4 separate regions of the Mus musculus genome follow, and regions 2, 3 and 4 are each linked to region 1. The links are chromatin contacts, called in public HiChIP or PLAC-seq and promoter capture Hi-C maps. All regions are on one chromosome and are shown on one strand. Each heading gives the region's core, a stretch centred on a gene start, on an enhancer-like site or on the middle of the called end of the contact. The rest is flanking DNA. Distances are from core to core; before and after follow the strand shown.

What was found. Promoter capture Hi-C pulls out the DNA fragments that hold promoters and counts their contacts. HiChIP or PLAC-seq counts read pairs in DNA pulled down with a chosen protein or histone mark.
Region 2: a contact with region 1 is called in an H3K4me3 HiChIP or PLAC-seq map of embryonic forebrain, with 3 times the contacts expected there. The contact joins the promoter of Rimklb here to the promoter of Atn1 in region 1. A contact is called at or near these places in 2 of 115 datasets of contacts at active chromatin or transcription factors (astrocytes and embryonic forebrain).
Region 3: a contact with region 1 is called in a promoter capture Hi-C map of pre-B cells, with 4 times the contacts expected there. The contact joins the promoter of D6Wsu163e here to the promoter of Atn1 in region 1. A contact is called at or near these places in 1 of 39 promoter capture datasets (pre-B cells) and 1 of 115 datasets of contacts at active chromatin or transcription factors (astrocytes).
Region 4: an H3K27ac HiChIP or PLAC-seq map of embryonic stem cells shows a contact between it and region 1, with 7 times the contacts expected there. The contact joins the promoter of Slc2a3 here to the promoter of Atn1 in region 1. A contact is called at or near these places in 1 of 39 promoter capture datasets (embryonic stem cells), 1 of 484 Hi-C or Micro-C datasets (embryonic stem cells), 7 of 115 datasets of contacts at active chromatin or transcription factors (embryonic stem cells, extraembryonic endoderm stem cells, pancreatic cancer cells and 2 more) and 1 of 9 other capture datasets (embryonic stem cells).

Annotation. Positions count from the first base shown.
Region 1 is chr6:124,752,563-124,758,727 of GRCm38.p6, reverse strand. Atn1 (atrophin 1) reads left to right here and starts at 2,241. Exons shown (of 10, transcript NM_007881.4): 1 at 2,241-2,432.
Region 2 is chr6:122,482,828-122,488,992 of GRCm38.p6, reverse strand. It overlaps Rimklb (ribosomal modification protein rimK-like family member B), which reads left to right and starts at 2,688. Exons shown (of 6, transcript NM_027664.1): 1 at 2,688-2,902.
Region 3 is chr6:126,936,870-126,943,034 of GRCm38.p6, reverse strand. It overlaps D6Wsu163e (DNA segment, Chr 6, Wayne State University 163, expressed), which reads right to left and starts at 3,069. Exons shown (of 14, transcript NM_138594.3): 1 at 3,009-3,069; 2 at 529-723. The coding sequence starts at 706. It overlaps Rad51ap1 (RAD51 associated protein 1), which reads left to right and starts at 3,448. Exons shown (of 9, transcript NM_009013.4): 1 at 3,448-3,541. The coding sequence starts at 3,525.
Region 4 is chr6:122,739,064-122,745,228 of GRCm38.p6, reverse strand. Slc2a3 (solute carrier family 2 (facilitated glucose transporter), member 3) reads left to right here and starts at 2,484. Exons shown (of 10, transcript NM_011401.4): 1 at 2,484-2,853; 2 at 4,749-4,841; 3 at 5,236-5,396. The coding sequence starts at 2,839.

The DNA of each region.
Region 1 (6,165 bases), core at 992-3,491:
GTAGAGGTTGAGTCTGGAAAGGATTGGAAAGGTCCTAGGCCAGGCCTAGTGGGAAACTAAAGGAAAGAGAGGAAATGCTATGGGGAGAGGGGGGAGGGAGGAGGAGTCTCAGAGCAAAATTAGTTGGTACAGGGAAGGAACTAGGTCTATCTTAGAGCACAGAGAAAAAGACGTGAAGGGTACACAGGAGAGGACCTGGTCTCTGGGAGGCCCTGGAAGGGGACAAGCAAATGGGTATGGGGGTAAAGTGAGGCCCTGCAGAGGCAAGGGACTTCACAGTGGGGTGATGGGATATTTGTTCCTAGAGGAGCCAAGCATTCTTGCTTGGTCTCCCTAGTGCTTTGGAATCTGTGTAGAGCTTTTGGGTAAGTTCAAGAGCTTGGCTGAATCTGGCCTAAGGAATGGTGGTGTAAGACCTACTGGGTGGCTACTAGGCTAGCCGTTCTCCTCCCTTCCACAAAGGCAGTTTGCCCACTCAGTGTCCCCCACTCCACCCACTAGGTCTGAGCTAGGCTGGCCCCCTACAAGCTCTCTACCCCCACCTCCAAATCTGGTGAACTACTAAGGGCTCCCAATCCAGACTCCAGCTCCAGCTCTTCCGGGCTCCCAGCCTGCCTCCCTCCCTTTCTCTAGCCTTCCCAATTTCAGCTGCCAAAAATCACCCTGTCTCTAGTGTCCTTTGTCCTGAGAGATGTTGCTGCTGGTTTGGGGCCAGAGAAGGAGCCCAGAAGAAGGCACCACTGGAGTGATGGGGGTGCTGACTTCATGGCTGTAGGTTGGGCATGGCTGGCACGCTGACTGGAGAAGAGTTGGGAGGAGCATGCTGTAGTCTGTGCTGGGGACTACTTCCATATTACAATTGTTATGGGGAACCTGGGCACCCTAAAATGTATGTAGGTCCTTTCCACCTAATCCCCCACTTCATCCCTTCTGTGACCATGACCAAAGATGCTACTAGTAATGACTTCAGACTTGAGAAGGTCTAGTTCAGGAACCTCGAGAAAATGAAGGGCCCAAAAGTGAAGTGCCACCTCTTAGTTACCTCTTCCACACTAGGGCCTGGACCCCAGTCTGTCACTCCTCCAGGGTTCTCCCTCCGTCTCTAGCTCCTCTCTTTTCCCATCACTGGCCCTCCCACCACGTTGCCACAAAAGCCCTATTTATCTTGTGTTTCCTTCCAGACCTCTCTAATTCATTCTCCTCCACTTTATTTGCCAAAGGAAATAGTTCTTAGTTCGATTGGAAGTCCCCACATTCATGTTTACCAACCCAGCCCACCCCAGTCTCCCTCTAGAATAGGCATCCTCTGCCCTCCACCCCTCTTCTGAGACTTCTCATGCCTTCTCTCCCACAGAGGGATCTCCGGACTTGCCTCCAGCTTTCCTTCATCATTCCCAAATTCTTGTGGTTTGCATTCTTCTCAACACCAATCACTGCCTTAAACGCTTATCTCTTCCAGAAACACCATTCTCCTAGTACGTCTTCATCCTTTCCCGCCCAGGTCCACAAACTTCCATCGTAGGCTCTCCAAAATAGCTCCTAAACCCCTCCAGCCTCTACTTCTGGCCCTTCCTCTCCATCTTTCCAATACAGTCCCATTATCCAAATCTCTACTTCATAATTCCCCAAACTCCACCTACTTCACCCCTGCCACAGCCCCTCTTGTCCCCAAACTTCTCCAGCCTCCCCAGGTCTGCCTTCGCAGTCCACAGCCCCTCCCACCCAGCCCTCTCCCGCGCGGGGCCCGCGAGCTCCCCACGCTCTGCGCAGCGAGGCCCTCTCTCTCTGCGCCCCGGCCGGCTTCGGCCAACTCGCCCGGCGCCTCCCCTTCCCCGATCCTCCGCCCCCCGACTGCCGCGCGCTCCCTCCCTCGCGTCTCCTCCGGGCCCCTCTCTCTCCTCCGTTCCTCCGCGCTCCCTCCTTCTCCCTCTTCCTCCCTGCTCCCATCCCCCTCTCCCGAGCGCCCTCCCTCCGCCGTCCGCTTTCCTGTGCGAGTCGCCGGACGCGCCGCCCAGCCTGTCCGTCCGCCCGCAGCCCCGCGCCCGACCGGGGCCTCGGGCCAGGACGCGTTTCGGGGTGGCAGGCCTCGGGGCGGGCTAGGGGCGCGCGGCACCAGCGGCGGGAGGGTCGGGGGTCGCGGGCCTCGCCGGGACCGCGAGTGCGGGCGGAGGCGGGCGGTGCGGCGGGGGCGGGCGCGGGCGGCGCGTTCCGGGCGGGAGGGCGGGCGAGGAGCGCGAGAAGCCGATCGGGGCTGCGCGGGGAGCCGGGCATGGGGGCCGCCCTCCGGGGGGGCCGGGGCCGCCGCCGCCGCCGCCGCGGCAGCGACTGAAGCCGCGCTGTAAGGAGGGGCGGGGAGTGGCCGCCGCCGTCCCCGGGAGGCGCCGGAGCCCGACCGCACTCGCAGCCAGCCAGCCGTCCCGAGCTGCTCGCAGGTAAGGTCCGCTGCCGCCGGCCCGGGCCGCCCCGTTCCGGCCCGCGGCTCCCCGCCCCCACCCCTCCCGGTCCCCCCTCCCGCCGCCGCCTCCATTTGTTATTTTCCCGGTCGCGTTCCCTCATTGCGGGCACGACCGGGCCCGAGGCTGGGGACTCAGGGGGTGGGGCCGCCCGGAGGAGGGACGCGGGCCTGGGAGTCGCGAGCTCGGGAGGTGGGGGGAGGAGGGTTTTGGGAGGAGGGCTGACGGGGCCGAGCGTCGCCAGGACCAGAGCCTAAAGGGGAGGAACGCCGAGGTGGAGACTTGGCGGAGGTAAACCGGGGGATGCTGTGCGGGTGGTTCGCGGAGAAGGCAGGACGGATCGGAGAGATGGCAGCGAGGTGGGGCGTGAAGGCTCCAGTAACCCCACAGGCCCAGCACCGGGTTTCCAGGTTGCGGGTCTTGGGAACAGGGAAAGGGGTGTGGTAGGTGGTAAAATGAGGGTTGTAGCTGCCGAGACGGGGGATTGAACCTGGGGGGAATGGAGATGAACCGGGAGAGGCCCAGCTTTGAGAAGACCGACGTTTTTTGGGGTGGAAATGGGAAGGCCATATCTTTTGTGACTCAGTTTTCTTTCCCCCAATCCTGGTCACCTCTGACCCCGTTTTCCTAATCCCAGACCTAGTTACTTCGTGAAGGGGGGGCACTGAGTCTTGGTAGTGTGAGTCCTCCTAACACGAATAAGAAAGGCAGGGATACTGAAGGGAGAATTGGGAAGGTTGGGAGGATGGGAAAGAAGAGAAGATTGGGCAATCATATAGGCATTCCAAGGAATTGTGACCTCCACCCTCACCCCCAGAGCATTGGCTGTCCCATAGGAGGACTTCCTTACTGCCTTGATCTCAGAGATCTCTTTGTGCCTGGGGTAGGTTACCCTAAAGCTCCCTTTCCTGAAAGGTTGGAGTTGCTCTGGCAACTAAGGTGGTAATAGTGGCTGCCAGATGGACCCCTGGGATGGTCTCTTGGGGGGCACTTTTTTTTTTTATCCATTTTGTTGCCATGGTAGTGAGACAGTGGGAAGTCCAATAGGTGGGGATTCAGTATGTAGATTGGGCCTCTCTCAGCCTGTAGCTTTGTCCTTGGTGGGTCTCCGGGAGATGTTTCTGGTGTTGCCCCAAGTAGGGTTTCCTAAGGAGGCATCCCTTCTCCTCCAGAAGTCTATTGGAACAAGTAACCCTGTTGCTTGCAGGTCATTCCTGCAAGCCTCTACCTGGGTATGGTGCGAAGATGAAAATGTTGTTGTTCAAACTATATTGTCTTGGGCTGGGGGTAGCTCAGTAGCAGTGTTATTTCCTAGCATGCATACAATAGGCCCTGGGTTTGAGCTCCAGAACCAAAAACAAAATAAAAAAAAAACAACCAAGTTACATCACCGCGGGCAATTTCTGTCGGCCTCTACCACTCTTATTGTCTTATAAATGGTTGACTCTTTAAACTACTTTATCTCCTTGAATTCCTCTTTGGGTCTCTCTTCCTTCTTTGTCAGTTCTCAGGGTGACCCTTTCATTCAACTGATCTTTGGCCTTTTTTTCTGAACCTACAAATGTAGCGTAGCTCTCCATGCCTGTCTGGGTGAGGGTGGCCCAGGGGCGATGGCTATGAGAGAGGTTAGAGCAGAGCAGGATGCTCTGGAATGGGGGCTGGGAGACCGATGTCCCTCTGTGACCTTGGGCAAGTCACTTCTCTTGTCTTTGCGCTTCACCTTCTTGGTGTGATGAGATGGCCTCTAGTTCCTGCAACAGACCTGGGTTCTAACCAGGCTGCATTATCTGCTCCTCTGTGCTTTATGGATGTCTTGGTCATTTTCACCTGATTGTTAATGTGGCAGGTCTAGAATGGATTTGGGGTGGTTGGTGATCCTGGAATACATCTTGTAAGCTCTTCCCAGGAAGTCTGTGACATGGTCATTTTCTGACATTCCTGTCATATTTGCTCCTTACTTTTTAAAAATTTAATTATACGTATGTATTTATTTTGTGTGTGTGCTACAGTGCACATGTGCAGGTCAGAGCGTGACTTGAGTTGGTTCTCTTCTACCATGTGGGTTCCATGGTCCAACTCAGGTCATTGGTTTTAGTAGTAATCTCTGTTTGTTGTTTTTGAGATGGGCTTTTAGCCAAAACTGTCCTTGAACTCACTGCCTAAGGAAATGACCTTGAGTTTCCCTCTATTTGCAGTCCTGAGATTGCAGGCCTGGACCACACCCTGTTTTATAAGGTGCTGGGGATCTAACCCAGGCCTTCTCGGAATCTCACCTCTGACCCACACCCACTTCTCTTAGTTTTCTTCCCTCTGCCTACCCATGGACTCTTTTCTGATTTCTTATTTCCCTGCCTTCCAAGTTTTGGTCTTCCTTGCTTTCTTTTTGCCATAAGGTGATGAGGGCAAATGTGTGTTGTTGTACATGGTAGGTGCTTCTAAGTGTTAGACAGAGACAGCCTTCTAAGTGTCTAAGTGTTAGACAGGCAAGATGAAGCGCCACGTGGCCAGTTGGTTTTAGAGTCCCACTGTACCTGTGTTAGACTTAACCTACGATCTGACCCCAACCTCTTCCCAGTTCCATTCCTTCTTCTGCCGATCCCAGGAACTTCTTCCCCATTGAAGACTGTTTTTCTTTCAGATTTCAGCTGACTAAAAAAGGTAAGAAGGTGATTGCTCTGTTCTCCAACAAATTTTGTTGTAATTTTTGACCTTTTGGGTCTTTTAGGATCCAAACTAGCTTGGTGACCAGGCTCTGTGATGAGAGGAGACTGTCACTAGGCTCTAGGGGTCCTGATAAGGAAACTAGCCACAGGTGGTCATCTCTGTTATCCTTGTTACCGTACTCTCTTCTGTTCAGTACTGTTCTTTGGACATTTGCTTCTTCTCCATCCTCTTGTTTTTCCATCTGTAGTTTTATGTGTTGAGAGGATTTCATGAAACTTAGACTGGCTTTGAACTTGCTATTTGCCGAGAGTGGCTGGTCCTGCCTTCACCTCTCAAGTGCTGGATTTCAGGAATGCGTCCCGTGTCTGGTAATGCATACTCTGTTAAAAACCAATCCACAAACTATCTAGAAAGTGTAATTGTAGCTATAGTTGAAGTACACTAGTTTGCAGGGCAAAGCATCAGTTGAAAGTTTGGACTTGGGGCTCTGTCCCATCCATTTTGTGCCCCCTTAGGAATAAGTAGTTAAGTTTCCTGGAAAGGTTAGACTCACTGGTTCCTCATTGCCTGCCTCAGTATGGCCCAGGGGTGATGGACAAAGAGTAATCACCTTGTGTTCCTTAGAGAAAGTACATGTAAAAATGTCATTAACCTGTACCTGCCAATTCAGAATGAGTGGGTAAACTGAGTCTGTTCTTTCCAAGGTTCCCAGCTAATTAAAAAAACCTGCTTAGCCCAGGGTATGCCAGTAATTTCAGCACTTGAGACCCTGTCTCAAAAACACAAAACAATAACAACCAAAAAGATCTACTGACATTCACGTGGTTTGACAACAGTACACTTGACTGGGTGAGGCGCTCCTGCCGAGCCTGAGATGGAAGATTCTGCATTTGTAGCCTGCATAAGGTGCATAGGGTGATTCTGTCTCAGATATGGGCAAGACCCCGTATGTCTGTACATGACATCAGGAGAAAGTATAAAAAGGAAAACTATGACAATAGCATTTTTCACTCTTAAAATATCTTACAGGCTGGGGCTTGGTAGTGCA
Region 2 (6,165 bases), core at 1,439-3,938, 2.3 Mb after region 1:
CTTAAGGCAGTATATCATACTTCACGTTGGCTCCTCTTCAAACCCTCTTCACAAAGGTTAGCTTAGGTTGCTCTCAATGATATAACAAAGAATAGCATAGCCACTCATAATCAGCAGGTGCTTCGTGTCAGTGACTTCTTTGGACTTCACCAACTGTAGATTAAAAACAACTGGAAACATGTTCAGGTGTTTTGTCCGTTTGTATATTTGTTGAATTCAGGATGGCATTGCCTGGAGATGGTTTAGGAAGTGTGTAGGTTCTATGCAAGCACTACCTACCATTTCATATATGTAACTTGAATATCCCTAAGAGTCCTAGCTCCAGTTACCATGGATATTGAGGAACTGCTGTGCTTACTAGCTCCTTATGACAATTCTAAATAAAGTAGGTGTGCTGGCTATTCCTGGTCGTCAACTTGACTCTAGCTGGAATGAACTACAATCCAGAATTGGGGGGCACACCTGTGATCCAGATTTTTTTTTCCCCAAGACAGGGTTTCTCTGTGTAGCCCTGGCTGTCCTGGAACTCACTCTGTAGACCAGGCTTGGCCTCGAACTCAGAAATCCACCTGCCTCTGCCTCCCAAGTGCTGGGATCAAAGGCGTGTGCCGCCACCGCCCGGCATGATCCAGATCTTGAGGCTGGAAGACACAGGTTTCTGATCTGGATCTTGACATGGAGATCCTGAGGTAAAGTAGCCAGGAAAAACTCAGGTTTAGGCAAGGTAGTACACACCTTTAATCCCAAGAGATTGAGGCAAGGAGATCAGCCCGGGACAAAGCAAGTCCCAGATCCAGGCCTGGTGGTGTACACCTTAATCTGGGTGGGCCACACCTTCTGCTGGAGGTCTACATAAGGACTTTGGAAGAAGGAAGATTCACTTTTCTTGCCAACACGTCTGTTGGAATCTTCTTCTACAGGAGACCAGCTTAAACAACTAGCCTCGTGGGACCAAGCAACTCTTAACTAGACTGCCATTCACAGCTGGCCATTGTCGGGACTACAGACTGTAAGTCATCACAATAAATTCAATATAGAGAGACGTTCATAAATTCTCTAACTCTAGAGAACCCTAATACAGCAGGCAACTCCCTTTTAGCGTCACTAGGGAGGCGAATTTTCTTCAGAAGACCACAGAGGTAACAGGAACAGTCATCCAATCCTAGGTTGTTGTATAGCTCTTAAAATTTATACAATCTCTGTATTCACACGTGGGGAGACAGAGGTAGAGCTAGAACACACTTGTGGGAAGTGGTCTTCTGGCTTGGCAGAGGTGTACAGGTGCCTTATCCTTCGAGCAATTATTTCACCCACCCTCTAGACCAGTGGTTCTCAACCTTCCTAATGCTTTAATACAGTTCCTGATATTATGATGACCCCCCCCCCAACTGTTAATTCCTAACTGTAATTTTGCTACGGTTATGAATCGTAATGCAAATATCTGTTTTCCATGGTCTTAGGTGACCTCTGTGAAAGGGTGGTGACCCACAGAAAACCACCTGCGCTGCTGGTCTTCGGGATCTGAAATCAGTAGCTATGACTTGACACGGGGTACAACATGTTTGAATTGTAGCTCATATCTGATGTCTGAAGTTATTTAGGAATGCATTTTCATTGTAAAGGCTTCACTCATGGTGTAGAGAAGGGACTTAAGTAGTGGACTGTGGTCAAATGTTTCGCCTCTTCTTTGGACGATTTGTTAGGTTTCAGGATGTAGGAAATGCTCCTAAAATATATGATGTTTATTCTGACATCAACTCGCCAAGCTGGCTCTAGCTTCCTTGTCTATCTTTGAACCTGCCCAACCCATAGTATTTATCATATCGCTTATTTTTGAGGCATCGGATCGCCTGCCTGTGATCCTCCTGCCTCAGCCTCCCTTAGTGTACCAAGCTCGCCTGAGGCTGCAGTTAACGCGCCTTTCCATACAGAGGTATTGTCTTCGGTGCGATCGCAGATCCGGACTATTACAGTTACCATCATCTTTGTCCCCAAATCTCTGCCTTCTGGTGAGGCAGGACGCTAGGGAGGGAGGGTGGCTGGCCCCCTTAGCGGGCAGCGCGAGTACCCTGGCCAGACCTCGCGGCCGGAGGCTCGGAGGGGTCGGCGGGCATCAAAGCGCTCACGGCCGCAGCCCAAGGAGGGGCTGCGCGGGGCGGGAGGGCGCACAACGGCAGGGCCTACTCTCGCGGTGCCGAGCGGAACAAACCTCGCCCCCTACCCGTTTTCCAGGCTCCGAGAGGACGGTTTGGGGGGTGGGGGTGGAGCGGCGAGGCGCGCGTCCTTGGAGCGCCCGCGTGCCTCCCCTTCGCGAGCGCGCGCCCCGCGGCTACCCCTCCGGCGGCGGGGCGGTCTCCTCGCAGGTGTCAGGAGTCGGCCGAGCGCGCTCGCCGCCCCGCCCCCCGCCCGCCGCCGCCCCCCGCCCGCGAGTGCGGCGCTCGGGGGCGGGGCCGCGCGGGTCCTCGGCTCGGGCGGGGGGCGCGCGGCGCCTCGGTCTGGGGGACGCGGGGCGGCCTCGCCGGCGTCGTGCGCTGTGTGTGAGTGTGTGTGTGTGAGTGCGTGTGTGTGAGAGAGAGAGAGCGGGGTCGCGCGCGCGCGCGGTCGAGCGACAGGCGAGTGAGGGAGGGAGCGAGCGGCGGCCGGGTGTGAGCGAGTGTGTAGGAACGGGAGTGCGGGCGTCGGGGGGAGGGGGGAGGGAGGGAGAGGCCGGCCGACCGCGAGGCCGTGAGAAAGTGGGCGAGTGGGTGAGGACGCGCGGCCTGGCTGCGGGAGCCGGCGGCGAGGAGAAAGGAGGCGGCTCCCGGCATCCCGCCCCCTCCCCCTCCTCAGCGGACTTCCCGCGGCCCGCGCTTGCTCCTAGGCGGCGGCCGGCCGGGCAGGCGAGGGAGGAGCCGGCGGCCAGGTGAGCAGCGGGCCGCCCGGGGCGGCGGCGGCGGCGGGGGCGTGGGCCGGGGGCGCGCCCTCGAGCCTGAGGCTTCGGCCGGCGACCCGGAGCCGAGCTCGGCGGCGGCGGCGGCGGCGGGAGCGGACTCGGCGCGGCGCGGCGCTGCGCGGGGGCGGGCGCCGGAGGCCGGTGGTCGCTGGGTACCACAGTCGGCGGAAGCTGAGAGTCGGCTGCCTGCGGGAGGGGGCGTGAGGCGGCGGTCGCGGCGTGGAAATTAGGCTGGTTGCCCGTGTCGCCGAGGGGGTGTGGTAAGCTTGGGAATGCTGCTTAGAGTAAAACCTGCCGGCTGCTCGGCTGTCCTCAGGGGTGTGGTTGTCGCCACTGTCCTTGTTTCCTCTGAAGAATTTGACGTGACCGAGGCAGGAGGATGCTACGAGCCTCACCCTGATGTTACTACGTCCATCCCAAGGAGTACAATTTAGAGTAGCGATCGGCTGTTTCTATTTTCTTTTTCTTTAACAACCTTTGGAACAAGAAGGAAGAAGGTTACCAAATTGAATGTTTGACTAGAGTAGATCCCCCACATCCGGATAGAGAACAACTTAAGTCCTATTAATTTATTGTTTCTCATCCCAGGTTTGTAATCCCTGTAATTCATGAATAGAGACGGAGTGTTAAATCAATGAGGTTTTTTACTAACCAACCTGTATATACCTTGAATGTGAATTTTCAGTGCTATTTTCCCAACAATTGCCTGCAGTTTTCCCAATGCCTGAAGTTGGGTTAAATTCCAAATCTATGTGGAAAGTATATCAGTTGAATATGGAGAGTTTTTCGTTGTTTGGCTTTTTTTTTTCCTAGACATTCTTAAATCATTAACCAAAATCCCAAAGATTTAAGTGCCATTTAAGTCTCTTCTCCTTCATAACGGGTACGTTGGAGGTTATTTCTTCTGTTTTAAAACAGTTGATAATATATATTTAAAGATACTTGGAAGAAAACAAGGACATTTCAGTCAGTTGTAACCCAAACCATTGTTAGTCTTTTATAGTAGGTCTCTTCTAGTCCCTCGTGTCATTGCTTCTTAGTTTGTCAAACTATTTTCATCTCCGTTTTCTGGTAGCTCCTTAAGGTACTAGAGTCCATGTGTTGGGGAGTGTTTTGTCCGATTCTGACAAAAAAAAAAGCTACGAGCTAGACAGTCACCCAGTCAACCCAGTCAAGAACCGCCTGGGTCCTCTTTCTTTTTACATCTCATAAAGAGCTCGGTGCCTAACCTACATTTAGCCTGTTGCCCGATGCCCACCAGCTACCATCTGGCTTCTGTTAGTTTATACTGGACAAGTTTTATGGAGAAAAAAAAATTGAGCCCCTGTTGAATATACACTTCAGTAGTTGCATGGGGGGTTAGAATGACAAAGTTATCTCTCCCCCTTACCCCCCATTTCCTCTTTGGCCATTGAACTGCTGGGCCCTGAAGATTGAGGCAGGAGGGACCGAAGGCAAGGAATAGGTTCTTCACTCAGAGAAAGAAGCAGGAGTCACTTTATTCAGGGCATAGCATCGTAACCTGGGAGAAAAGTGGGTGGAGGAAGGACTACGATTTTATGTGAAGAGTGAGAGGACGGGTTTTATTGTGAGTCGCTGTGAGCACTTTAATACTATGGATTCCTAGAGAAACTTCTGGCAGGTGAGTTCACAGTATTCTGTAATCCAAGTCATAAACATTAAAAGCTGAAAAAATTATAGTCATTACGTTATTTTGAAATGTGAGGGAAAAACCGTTAGCTGTGCTGACATACAGTTGTTCCAAGAGAAGCTGAGTAAGGTTAAGTAGAGAAACTGTCTTCACTTGGCATTTTCTTGCTTGTCATATTAAGATTGTTAAAGAGTATGGAGCCTCCAAAAATATCTGTACATGTGTATTTTAGAGCCATGTGCTGTGTATTTGTGCAGTTTAGGTTTGTAGAAAGGACTTTCCGACATCATAGTAACAAATGCCAGGCTGGTGTTTTTAATGTTTTCCAGTATTTCCTTTCCCCTTCTCCAAATTGCCTTAGACACAAAAGCTACAATCTACCCCTATCCCCCCTGAGGCTGTAGTGTGTGGAACCTCGCAAGTGCCTATCCGTTTTACTAAAGTTTTGTGTTCTTCCAAGTTTGACTGTTAAAACAATCTCGGGATCAGAGAGGTGACAATGGATAGTGACATCAGGCTGTCACTAGACAACCCTGGCTCCAAACTCACTATGGGGACCCCTTCATTAAGGAAAATAAAGAATGTACATTGGCAGTTGAACTACTAATGTTAAGGTGGCCAAATACCTGCCGTGAAGCAAGTTAAGGGAAGGGTTTAATTTGGCTTATAGTTCTAGGGCAGTGGTCCTCAACCTTCCCAATACTGGAACCCGTTAACACAGTTCCTCATGTTGTGGTGACCCCCAACCATAAAATCATTTCATTGCTACTTCAAAACTGCGGTAGTTTTACTGCAATGGAAATAGCCGTTGCGACTCCTGAAGTGATCACAACCGATAGGTTGAGAACCACTGCCCTAGGGGATACAGTCCCTCATGGTGTGGAGGTAAGGGGACAGTGTGTGTTGGGATGGGGGCGAAGGGGGGAGTCAGGAAGCAGCATGAGATGAATGCTGGTAGCTTACTTTGTCCTGATTCAGATGGAGATCCATAGAACATTCACTCATGATGTTGTATTCAGGGTAGTTCCCTCTCCAGGTGAACCTTTTTGGAAACATCCTCACAGACACACTGAGATGCATTTCCAAGGTGATTCGAAATCCAAATTGACAAGAATAACCATCAAAGATGGTTAGGTTACATTGGAATTTTCTGTGACACACATTTGTCTGGTATTTGGCACAGCTAGCTCAAAACATTTCTTCTCAGTTCTCTCTGTCTTATGGGGTGTGGGGTGTAGCAAGTGTGGGTGCTCTCAGACCCAAAGAGGGTGTCAGAACTGGAGCTGGAGTTACAGGTGGTTCTGAGCCACTTCCTGCATGAGCACTGGGATCTATCCAAACTTTGCTCTACACTGCTGACCGCTCTAGCACCTTAATTCCGTAGCCAGCTCTTAATCTTACCAGTCTACTATGTACTATGCTTTCTGTCCCCCATTCGGGAGAGCAGCAGGGTAAAACAGATGTGACTCATAAGTCTTTAGAGTTTGCAGTCCAGTTTCATTGATCACAGTACTAGGTTTTCTTTTGAGACAGGGTTTCTCTGTAGCCCTGGCTGTCCTGGCTGTCCTCTTTAGACCAGGCT
Region 3 (6,165 bases), core at 1,820-4,319, 2.2 Mb before region 1:
ACTCAAAAACATTCCAACACAATACAATCTGAAGATACAGGAATTTGAAGCTTCAGTGTTGAGGAAGGAGGAGTGGAAACCATCATTTCTACAAGAACAGAAAGCCATGCCAGACAGTAAACGCAGTGCAAACAGCAGTCTGAGTCTGCTCCAGGAGGCTTCAGCAGCACTCACTGGCAGTGGGCAGCACTCACTGGCAGTAGGCAGCTCCGTGGCAGTGGGCAGCACTCACTGGCAGTGGGCAGCACTCACTGGCAGTGGGCAGCACTCACTGGCAGTGGGCAGCTCAGTGGCATGGGCGGTGCAAAGCAAGCTTTGAGCTCCTTCAATCCACCATACTGCTGGCTTTGAATTAACATTTGGTCACTTGTGCTGAAAACCTCTTCAGGTTGACATGTTCATCATGAGCCCGACACTCACTCAGTTGTGCAGACTCATGGGTCACATCCCAAGTTCAAAAATCTGTGCTCTACCAAGAAACATCTAACAATAGAGACTATGGAGAAACAAAAGGAGGTCCGTCCTCACCACTCTCTATGAAGCAAGGCAAGCTGTGCAGCAGCATCAGACGTCCATGCAGATGACTGGCATTCTCCTCCACAGGAAACCTGAGGGGCACTCTCAGCTCTAAGCGCTCACGTCCTACCTGGAACTTGTACACAAATTCCCTTTCCTTGTTGCAGAACCTTTCTCGGTTTTTCTTCATATTCTTCAGCAGGGTTTCTGTAGGATGAGCCAAAGAACCATGAGTCAAACGGCCACAGGACACCTCTAAAACACAGCCCATCCCTCAGAGACTGTACCCCACCCCACCCCGCCCCCATGCGATGCTGAACCAACGACTCCAGTCTTCATTTTCCTTCCATTTTATTAGAGAGGATGTCTCACTGTGCATCTTGGGGTGACTTAGGACTACGTATCCTAGGATGATGTCAGACATTTGATTCTCCTGTCTCAGCACACCCCACCCTAAGTGCTGATATTAAAGGTGTGCACCACCACAACCAGTCTATTATAGTGTTTCCTGCTTATTCCTGCACATTCATCTTCGTGACAAAAACCAAATGCTGCTTCTTCCTTTTTTTTTAAAATGAAAAGTTATTTTAAAGTTAATTTCAGAGCAAACAATATGCTCAAGAAGTACTTTTACTCCTAGGGAAGAATAACAAGTAGTTAATACAAGGGAAGGTACAGAGTGGGGGGGGGGCAAGAGGAAATGCTGGAGGAGGGACGGGTTGGGGGTCTGTAAGTGTACAGCTAGCTTACGGAACTCATACAAGTGGCCAAACACAACGGAGACCCAGTGGTAGCTTGAAGATGTTTGATGTTGAAGGTCAGGAGATGTATCAGAAAAAGGATATGGGAACACAAGAAAGATCTCCAAGTAGGAAGCACGGGCACAGAACAGACCACACAGGATGCTGCCCAAGGCACACTGAACACTACTCAGAGAAAAGAAAATGCAGTAAAGACAGTAGGAGTCGAGGTCCCTTAAAGAGCTAGCCATCAGTCTATGTATACACACATATATGTACATATATATGTATGCATTTATATATATATATATATATATATATATATATATATATATATATATGAACTCCCAGGACAGTAGAGATTGTTGTCATTGTTCTTGGTCGTCCATAAAAACTAGATGATAAACTCTGTTGTTAAAGACACTGCACAGCTCAATTGATGATATAAAAAAGCCAAGCTGGAACTCTGCTGGAAGCTTCCTCTTTGCTGGCTATCTTTTATGGTCCTTGAAGATACTAAGGAGGCTGCTATAAGAGAAATTTCATTACTGGTCCAACCCAGCTGTGGACTCTATGAACTCTACTAACCTGCCAGGCAAGACATGCTCATCTGGGCACTAGGGTACCATTATGAGGGTATCCAATTTGCTCTGACTGGATTTGAGGTCAGCTCTATAGGAGCATACCCCTGCCTGGCACTATGATTCCTGTTGGAAACCCATAGCAGGGAAGATGATGGGCCCTGGGGGGGAACATAAATACTGTTGTTCAGTTAAATGGACACTGTCAAACCACCATGTCTATACCCACGACAAGTGCTACTCCCAGACTTAATCAGAGAATTGTCTCTTTCCAGTGAACTATAATGAATGTACAGACTCCAGGTGCCACAAGGTGAGAACATGTGATGGATGGGGACTCGGCCCTAAACAAGGCATTTATACCACCTCTGTGAAGGTTCAAGGAACACTGCAGAATAGGAAGTGGAAAAATAGAGGAACCAGATCATAGAGAGGAAGACAAAATGCCACCTTCTGACAAGACGCTGCCATTACAGCAGTAAACTCACTGCAGTGTCAGAGGTCTGCATAAGATTAGCCTCAGCAGCAGCAGAGGGAAGAGAGAAGACGACTCAGAATGACCCATGTGTCATTAAGGAACTGTTTTCTATGGGCAGATTCAGGAAAAGGGAAGTTATTTTTCAGTTGTGTGCCCACGGGTGCCCCCACCAGGCTCCAATGAGTAGTCGCAATTCAATAGTCTGGTCTAATTAAGATATAGGGTCACAAAAACAAACAAAACCAAACCAAAACAAAAAAAACCCAACGACATGAATCTAGAAAGGGGACTGGTGGAAATGCAGAGATTAGAGGGATGGGCAAGTTAGTAGGGACAGGTGCGACATAAGGTGAGACAGTAATTAGAATACATTGTAACATGAAACAGAACAAAACCAATAAAAACACACGTTTTCATGTTACTCTTTGTTCCTGTGGTCTGTTGCTCTCAGGATACAATTCATCGTAATCCAGTTTACGTCTCCGAATTCTCTGGGTGTGCCTACACCCTGTCAGAGCAACATGCAAAACGACAAGCCTAGTTGACCACAAACACTGAACTGGCAATGGCAAGCTGCACTCCAGCACTTTAGATGGCCCTTAGAAGACTCCTTCTGTTCTTTAAGTCTGTACCAGATACCGTCATTGGGTCCTCCACACTGAAGGGGCTTCTTCGCTGTGGGCTCGAACTCACCTCTCTCATCAGACACCAAAGCACACTTGGAGCTGTCAACGCAGAACTGCCCAAATAAGTCAGCTGACTTCTTGCTTTTTTTTTTTTAACCTCCAATAGATCCACTTTGGCAGATTCGGAACTCATGTTTCTCTTTCCTCAAGCGCCAAGGAAAACGCCTATCCAAGACCCCCTTTGTTCCAGTTATTTTTAAGTTAGTCATTCTAAATATTGGAGGCGTGTCGCTATTTTTATATTGTATTTTAGACTCGGTACCAAATCGCAATTGTGACGAAAGTGCAGTATCAAAACAAAAGCTAAGTCTGAGCAGACAGGATCCAGGATGGCGTGCCCGGGCCACGGTGTGTGTGCGCAGGCGCCCTCTCTTCAGCACGCAGGCGCCGCCTCAGGCAGGCGAGCGGTGATTGGCGGGCTGGCGCAGCGGGGCGTGGAGCGCGACGTCTGGTTTTCGGCGGGAATTGAAACCGCCACAGCTGCTCCCCAGCTCCAGAGCACTGCTGCTCTAGGCAGGGCACCATGGTGCGTCCTATCAGGTGAGTGGTTGGTGACGTCCCGCGGGGCAGAGAGGAAGGACGGGGACGATGGGGGCCACTGTCATGCATGGTTGCGGGAGAGGACGAGATCCGACAGAGGGCAGCGCGATTGGGTGGGTGCTCGTCGCCAGTCTCCGGTGAGAGCCACCCGCTGCTCAGAGGAGCCCGCCTGGCATCTCGCTTGCCGCCCCTCGGCCTCCTTCTGCAGCTGTCGCCCCTGAGTCACCCCACTCCAGAGGGACCTGGTAGGCTAGCATTTGAGTCGCGCTTAACGCGACAGCGAGCGACCGCGTTAAGTGGCTGTCATACGTTGAGCGATACAGAAAAAGCAGGTGTGCCTATTCCCTCAAATCCCTAGGCAGAGAGGCCCATTTAACTTCCAGCTCAAGCCGTGGTGCCCTGTCACATGACCCCCAGTTCCTATCTGCTTTCCTTTAGACTGTTGGAATCTCTCTGTGATCACAACCGGGATGCCAGGCTGGCCATCCATTTAGTAGAATGACTGAATATAGCTGAGACTATGGCCCAGTGGTCCAGTGATTGCCTAGCAGATGAGAGGCCCCCAGCTTCAAACCCCAGTCCTGCAAAACCAAACAACAATAAACTTAGTGAATTCTCCTAGGCCTGTATTGTACTAAGAGCTGGAGGCTACACTCTATTGGAAGAGGGGTGGGGAGAGATAAGGGGGAGTAACAAAATAAACACCACAATGTAACATAGGAGGAAGGAGAAAAGCCTTACTTTAAATCATATGAACGCGTTACCTAGGTAAAATGTAAGGGGCATTCACATGAAATAGGAGCCAAAGCCCAAGGTTCACCATGTTTGAGAAGCAGATTGAAGGTGTGGGATGAACAAGCATGTGGATGGATTGAGGACTGAGTCAGATAGATTACAAAGCAGTTGTAATCTATCTAAATCTATCTAAAGCAGCTTGTAGGTCTTAGGAGTTTGAATTTTATTTGAGACAAATGGGAAATCTGTAGTTTCAGTGGTGGAGGGCCTGAGATATTCTCATTTCACTTTTATAAAGGCCACCGGCTGTTGGTTGGCTCTGAGGGGGACTGGAGTGGCCAGAGCGAAAGCAGGGGGGAGGGGGGAATTGAGATGCTATCAGTTGTGTGTGACTTTGGCACTGTGTGTGTGTGTGTGTGTGTGGTGTGGAGATGGAGCAAGTAAGTTTAGGGTTTTTTTTGTTTTGTTTTAAGATTTATTTATATGAGTACACTGTAGCTGTTCCCAGATACACCAGAAGGGGGCATCAGATGGTTGTGAGCCACCATGTGGTTGCTGGGAATTGAACTCAGGACCTTTAGAAGAGTGGTCAGTGCTCTTAACCACTGAGCCATCTCTCCAGCTCAAGTTTAGGTACTTCTGACAAGTGGTTATAGAGGAGAGAAAACAAAGAATCAAGGTTGACTGTCTCTATGGACTGAGCTACGTCTCTGTATTGACTGAGATGGGCCCCTTTGAGATAATGAGGTTTAGAAGACAGGACTAGATTTCTCTTGCTTCCATGGTGAAATTGGAAGGGGACAGGCATGCAGATATTGAAGACATACTGCTGTTATTTGGGATAGTAGTAGTCACAGTGTTATCCACAGTCCCCTGAATCCTCAGAAGCCCCATGAGATCATGACTGTGGTCTGGTTTTTGTTGTTATTTTGTGTGGTGGGGGGGGGTTGTTTTGTAAATTATTGTGTGAATAAAAGGGGTGAGAATGGTGGTAGACATACATTGTCTTGATTCAGCAGATAACTGTGGGGTCCTTTCTCTTCTTTCCACCTTTCATGGATCCTAGGAGTCACAGGAGGTTGTCAGGGTTGCACAGCGGGTGACTTTGGCCACTGCATCTCACTAGCTCATTACTTGTGTTACAGTAAAGCCAAACCAGTTGTTGTCTTCACTCTTCTGTCATTTACACTGAATGGGGATTGGCACAAACTGAGGCTGTGGTGGTTGTAGTCCTTGCAGTTTCTATTGCCGCATACTCAAATATTTGTTAAAAACAGAAGCCCTTGTGGGCTGGCTCAATAGTTAAAAGAGTGCCTGGTGTTCTTCCAGAAGACTCAAGTTCCATTCCTAACCACGTCAGACAGTTTATAGCTCTTGCAGCTCCTTCCAGCTCCAGGGGGCCCCCAGTTTCCTCCCCTAGCCTTTGCAGATACTGTACTTGTGTGCACATACCCAAGTTTTTAAAGTTCTTTTTAAAAGTAATGGTTTCCTGCGTATCTCACCCTAGTGAGCCTCTAAAATACAATATGTAATTTGTGTTTAATGAATCGATAAGAGTCCATGTCTGTTACAACTCAACCTGAGATATACTTGTCTTTTTAGTAGGCTTTTGGCTTTGTTTACTAATTTTTCAATCCCACAACTTCTTAAGATGCTTTCATATTTTATGTAGCTGTCAAATTCTTAAACTCTGGCGAGTTGGAGAGTAACAAGAACACCTTCCCATTTAAACTGCTCTCTCAGGGAAACACAGGTCTGGACCATGATCTGGACAGTAGACAAGCCTCTTTCACAGAACTCCCATTTTTGCTTGAAAGAAAGGGCTTGTAAGCTTGGGGGCACATAATAGATGACAGAAGGGAAGGAGGGACAGCTTTACGTTGCTCTCC
Region 4 (6,165 bases), core at 1,235-3,734, 2.0 Mb after region 1:
CTGATAGAAATGTAAAGCACGGGGTCTGGGCAGTCCTTACAACTGGCTCTGCTTGCGTTTTCCCAGGCCGGGGGCACTGTGCTGAGTTTAAAATCTTGAGTGCTCTTTTGTAGGATCCCTTGTCCTTCTGCTTAGTTGTCACACTAGCAAACCTCAACAGGCTAACAGCAGGAGACCAGATTGGGGCTCCAATTGTGCAGGTGTGTGCATTGGGAACTGGTATCCCAGGCTATTGTTCTTGTTCCCTCTCTCCTAAGCACACCTACTTTGCTCTTAGCTCCCAACTGGGTACTTTTACTAAAGTCCCCTTCGTGCTTCTCCCTCTTTGATATCCAGCAAAGATAGAAGAACTCTCAAGCAATCTAAGGACACGTAGTAGATAGGTGTTGTTACTGCATCTCAGCCATGAGGCTGTTGAGTGCTTTGTCCCTCAAGGTTGGTCACCCTCACTGGGACTTGGACTTTTCGGTCAATTGGCAACCACTCCCACAGAGCACTGAGGACCCCAGGGAACCCGGCACAGGAATTCCTACAATGTACCGAGTTCCCCAGGGAACCCTTCACATGCACTCCCACAGTGCACTGAGGACCCCAGGCAATCTCTAACAGCTAGTCAGCAGCTGGTCTGTGTTGCTCGAGATGAGGACTGTCTGTCTTGGACTCTGCTGCTAAGCCCACAGTAGCATGAGGCCTTGTGGCTTAAGCATCAGACGAGCTTCTGCTTTGAAGAGCATTTGTCTCAATTTGTTTAGCACTTTTTAGATTCTTGGGAATTCAGCTAAATTCCAGCTGTAATCTTTAAAAAACATACATTGCTGCAAGCATAATTTTCTCTGTTTCAGAGCTAATCTTAGGCTTTGGAGCATCTGTCTTTCCCAGATCACTAGCCCACTTCCACCCTCCCGAGTGCCTTAAAGAAAAAAAGAAAAGGAAAAGAAAAAAAGAAAAACACCTTTATATTTTATGCATTATGGGTGTTTTGCCTACGTGTATGTCTGTGCACCAAGTGTTGTACAGCACCTGGAAGGCTGGAAGGGAACCTGGTCTACAAAGCAAGTTCGAGTATAGCCAGGGCCACACAGAGAAACCCTGTTTCCAAAACAAAACAAAACAAAACAACAAAAAGAGGACAACTTTGTGGACTTGGTTTTCTCCTGACACCATGTGTGGGTCGTGGGGATGAAACTCAGGTCTCCAGACTTGGCAGCAAGTGCCTTTACCTGCTAAGCCATCTTGACAACCTTCATTATTTCTAATGTGGCTACAGGAAAATGGAATGTTGCACCAAGTGGCTTGGATTCTCTTTCTACTGGCAGGCACTGGCCTTTGGGCTTTACTATTTCTTTAGCTGCTAGATTCAGTTGCTGTGGTAATTAAACGGCGCTTCCGACTCAGTGCTTCTAGGAAAGAAAAATGACGAGAGCAAGGGGGTGCAACCTCGGGGATGATTTTCTTGCGCGGTCCGGTTCACTCCACCTCAGTTTTCTCAGCAAGCATCCGATTTGGCAAAGACCCTCCTTTAAGGAGAAAGGGACCAGGTTTGCTTCAGTTCAGTCCATCAGTCTAGATCTCTGCCCAGAAAGCTAGGGACTGAAGATGCCTTTCCTTCCTCGAGCCTATACCAAATCACTCTTCAGGGGAGGGGTCGCCTTCCCTCCCCCGCACCGGGAGTCAGAGCCTAGAGCCTCAGTGTCACACGTTTATCACGTGCTCAGCTGCTTCACTCTGGAGCTCACCTGAAATGTGCCTGCCTCCTGCAGGCCATCGCAGGCCTCTCTGTAAGCTCTCCTTTCGCGTACCCAACTTTTTAGGTTTCTTTCAGTGTGGTAGTGAAGTACTTGTCTCAAGTTTGTCTTTCGAGAGACACACAATCCCTAGGTAATAGTATGTTAGCAAACGTTTCTTATATGAGAATCAGTTACCCTAGACTGATTGTTCTGGGGGTTTAACCTAGAGCCGCGGCAAGTGCTATACCACTGCGAGACACCTCCACCCCAGCTCTTAATTTTTTCTTCCCGCTTGAGAGCTATGCACTCAGCAAAAATCTGTAAGTTGAATTAGATATTTGTTGTGTTTCTAGATGCTGTTAATCTCAAAACAGAGCTGAGAGAGGCAGAATTCACAATGGGTGGGGTGGCGTATGCTGTGGTGAGGAATTGGGGCTGTGTACTTCACTTGATCCTTCTTGGAGCCTCAAGTCAAGAAGGCTGCCTTCACACCTGGATGCGTTTTCTTGGACTGCCTCGCCTTTCCCTCCTTCAAGGCGAGTACACCCAGCCTATAATGAAAACGCATTATCAATTCTCTGCTTCCTGCTCCTTGGATGACTTTCAACTAAAAGCAGCACTGACTCTACTCTGCGTTTAGACTGATTCCATCCCGACTGCCTTCAAATTTGCCCGCCCTCCAAACTTTGTTTTAGTATTTTTTTCTGTGAAACAAAAAGGCTGTCGGCTCTTGAAAAGGGGAAGGAATTTGGAAGCGCTTTGAGGGGAAAAAAAAAAGAACCACGAGGAGGATGTGGTAAAAAGCAGGAGGGGGTGGGTGATGGTGGTTGATTGCAAAGGACAGGGGCTGGGGGTGGAGCGGTGAAGATCAGATAAGAGGTCACTGAATTCCTGGGGTCACAGGTTAAGGATTGGGGGGTGGGAGGTTGAAGGCTCCACCCCTTGCAGAGATTATAAATAGGTAGGCTGGGCTTCGGGCTGTGATGCTTTCGGTGATAGTCCTTAAGCCTTCTGAGAGCGGCTTCTGTAGGACCCGAGGAACACTTGCTGCCGAGAACATTGGCTGGATACCTCTAGATCTACCTTAAGACTTGAGAACTAGGTTGGGACCATGGGGACAACGAAGGTAAGAGCTGGTTGTTTTTATTTGCTTGTTTGGGGTCCTCACGGAGGTAGGTCGTGGTGCGGATCGCCGTGCTCCGGTTTCTCCTAAGTCACCGAGCCATCCGGACGGAGGCCTTTTCTTATCAGCTCCAGCAAGCAATTCGATACTAGTGTTAGCGTTCTAGGCATCTCCTACCTGACGAGGATCCTCTCGGACACCTTCTTAGCACGTGAAAGTCACCTCAGAAGCTGTTTGCCTCTCGGGTGTGTTTGAGGTAGCTGTGATGAGAGCGAAGAGGGTAGGACTTGGCCGCGGGGGTCTCGGAGCCAGCTGGAAGGCTTGGGAAAGGCTTAGACCTTGAGAGGACGTGGGGTTGGCTTGGGTTTGCTGTTCAGCATCCCGCTATCGGTCCTTGGGTTCCCGGTACTGTGGGGAGGGAAGTCCAGTTGTCCTTACTATGGTTGTGAGTGCAGGATGTATCGGAGTTAGTGTGGGCGGAGGGAGGAAGGCAGTATTTGTAAGGAAAAGGGCATTTCCACGAAGATTAACTTGGAAATTAAGTAAATTAAGAGACCGTGAAAAAAAAATCAGGATAAAAGAGGGGATGTCTGTAAAGAGGGTTTTACAACAAGGAAAGGGCCTTCGCCTGGAAGGGACAGCACTTAACCACCGAGAGACTGGGAGGCTGCCGGGAAGGTCAGCTCGCTGCTAGACGCTCCCAGCCTGCCACCGGGAGTGACCTTAAGAGGAACTTAAGGACAGGTGAAGAGGTTGTAGCAGGCCAAATAGGTCGGCCTCAGACTCCAGTTTTGAGATGTCCCTGCCTGCTTGAGTGATTTCCCAGCAAGGTGAGGAGATGTCTGCCTGATCCCCCCTTGCTAAAAATGGCTCCTAATAATGTGTTTAAAATGAGCAGAGGCTCTGGCCAGCTGGGCGGAGAATGGTACCATATTTAGAGAACAGGAAGACTCTCAAGAGGGCCCAGGATGTTGCTGGTGGGTTGGGTAGTCTAGAGATAAGAAAAATAAAAATCTGAGCATAGCACCTCGCACCTGTGACTCCAAACCTGAGAGGCTGAAGCAGGAGAAGTGAGGAGCTGACTTGAGGTTAGCTTGGAGTACAGAGCGTGGGACCTCCTCTCAAAGAGAGGAAGAGGAGATGAGAGAGAAACAGGTGGTGGGAGAGGAGAAAAAGGAATTCACACGGTTAGTTCCGGTGCTTGGGGGTCGGGGGGGGGGTGGTGCGGGGGGAGAAGGGGGTCACCTGCCATCTACCATGCTGGTGTGGCTGCTCCTTCCTGCTCCTGTTCTGGCCTCTACAGTCTGTGAGGCGTGGTGGACCCACATGGAGTCTGGTTCTGCCCTCTATGCTTTGAGGGGTTTGGGTCTGTTATGTTTTATGTTTTGAGACAAGATCTCACTGTAAGCCTGGACTAGCCATGAACTCACCGATAGTATTCCACAACCCTGCATTCACCGTTCCCTAGGGCAGTCAGATACCTGTGTCTATCTGGTGACGTTTTTGGTTGCCTTTTCTTTTTGAGAAATTTAGTTCAGGCGGACTTTGAACTCAGGATCCTAGGGTTCTAGGATTACAGTTGTTCACCACCCTAGTCCGGCTGGTGAAATGGTCTTGTTTTTGCTTTTCGGTTTTTTTTTTTTTTTGTTTTTGTTTTTTGAGACAGGGTCTCACTGTGTAGCCTGGCTGGCCTGGTACTAGCTATGTAGATGAGGCCAAGAGAATTGACTTAAATTCCTTTTTAGGTCTTTCTCTCCAAATGCGCCTGAAATCCTGGCATTCTAAGCAAAGGCAGGAGAAATGCCTTAAGATGGACTCCAAGCAGGCATCCTTGGGAAGGGAAAGAATGTCACTGGTCAAAGTGTGTAAGCATTTCCCCTTGTCTGCTTGCTCTCCAGGTGACCCCATCTCTGGTGTTCGCCGTGACTGTTGCCACGATCGGCTCTTTCCAGTTTGGCTACAACACTGGAGTCATCAATGCACCTGAGACAGTGAGTGTGCCGAAATGAAAAGGGATTGCAAACTGAGTTTTAAGTAGGACTGGGACTTTAAGATGCCTGGCTAAGGTGGGGGAGGGCTAGCACACTGTGGAAGAAGCTAAGGCAAGCTCTTTGCTCCTCAGGCTCTGCCCCCTCACCGAGTTGTGATCCTTTTCCTATATTATTCTTTAGGGATTCCTAAGAACGTGGGAAGTCGTGACTGGGTGGGGTGCCCCTTTGAACATCTGTGCTGCCACCTACTGGACGTTTAGGGTGATGCCCTTTTCAAAGCACGTGCCTTTCCTCCCTCCTGATCCTGGCCTCTAAGGAAGCCACCCTAGGATTTGCCTACTACTCTCATCGAGATTTAATGGTCTGTCCTCACACTGTGCATTTTTTCGTGCAGATCCTAAAGGACTTTCTTAACTACACTTTGGAAGAGCGGTTAGAAGACCTACCAAGTGAGGGACTGCTGACTGCCCTCTGGTCCTTATGTGTGGCCATCTTCTCTGTTGGTGGCATGATTGGCTCTTTTTCTGTTGGACTCTTTGTCAACCGCTTTGGCAGGTACTGAGCAGACACTGGGCCAGGAGTCTGCCTGCACTGGTTACCCGAAAGACAGCAGAGCACATCGGGTCAGGGGGATAATGCTGTGTGGGAACGTGTTGGGTTATCCTTGGGGAAAGCTAGTCCACCTGCCTAGAGAGCTGCGATGTGAGACCTTGCTCTCGGAAGTTCCCATTTTAGCTCCCAGGCTGGTTTAATTTTGCTAGAGTGAGGTCAGCAACGGAGTTCCTTAAACTTCTTTTAAGGACAAAGGTTGCTTCTCCCTCCCACCCCACCCCCAAGGCAGTCACTGGCTAACTGTGTAGACCAGGCTGGCCTCTATCAAACTCGGAGGTCCAGCCGCCTGCCTCTGCTTCCTGGGTGCCATGACATCCAGCCAGAAGTTATTTTTGTTTCTGAAATTTTTGGAGACTTCTTGGAAGTCTTTTCATTATTTTATAAAATAAATATTTTCGGGCTGGTGAGATGGCTCAGTGGGTAAGAGCACTCGACTGCTCTTCCGAAGGTCTGAAGTTCAAATCCCAGCAACCACATGGTGGCTCACAACCATCCGTAATGAGATCTGACTCCCTCTTCTGGAGTGTCTGAAGACAGCTACAGTGTACTTACATATAATAAAAATAAATAAATCTTAGCTGGGCGTGGTGGCGCACGCCTTTTAAAAAATAAATAAATAAATACTTTCTGCAGCCCTTGCCATGTGGAAAATGTAAATGATGGCTAAATAACTTGATTTCCCTCCCCAAAGAGACATTGATTGATATAGTAC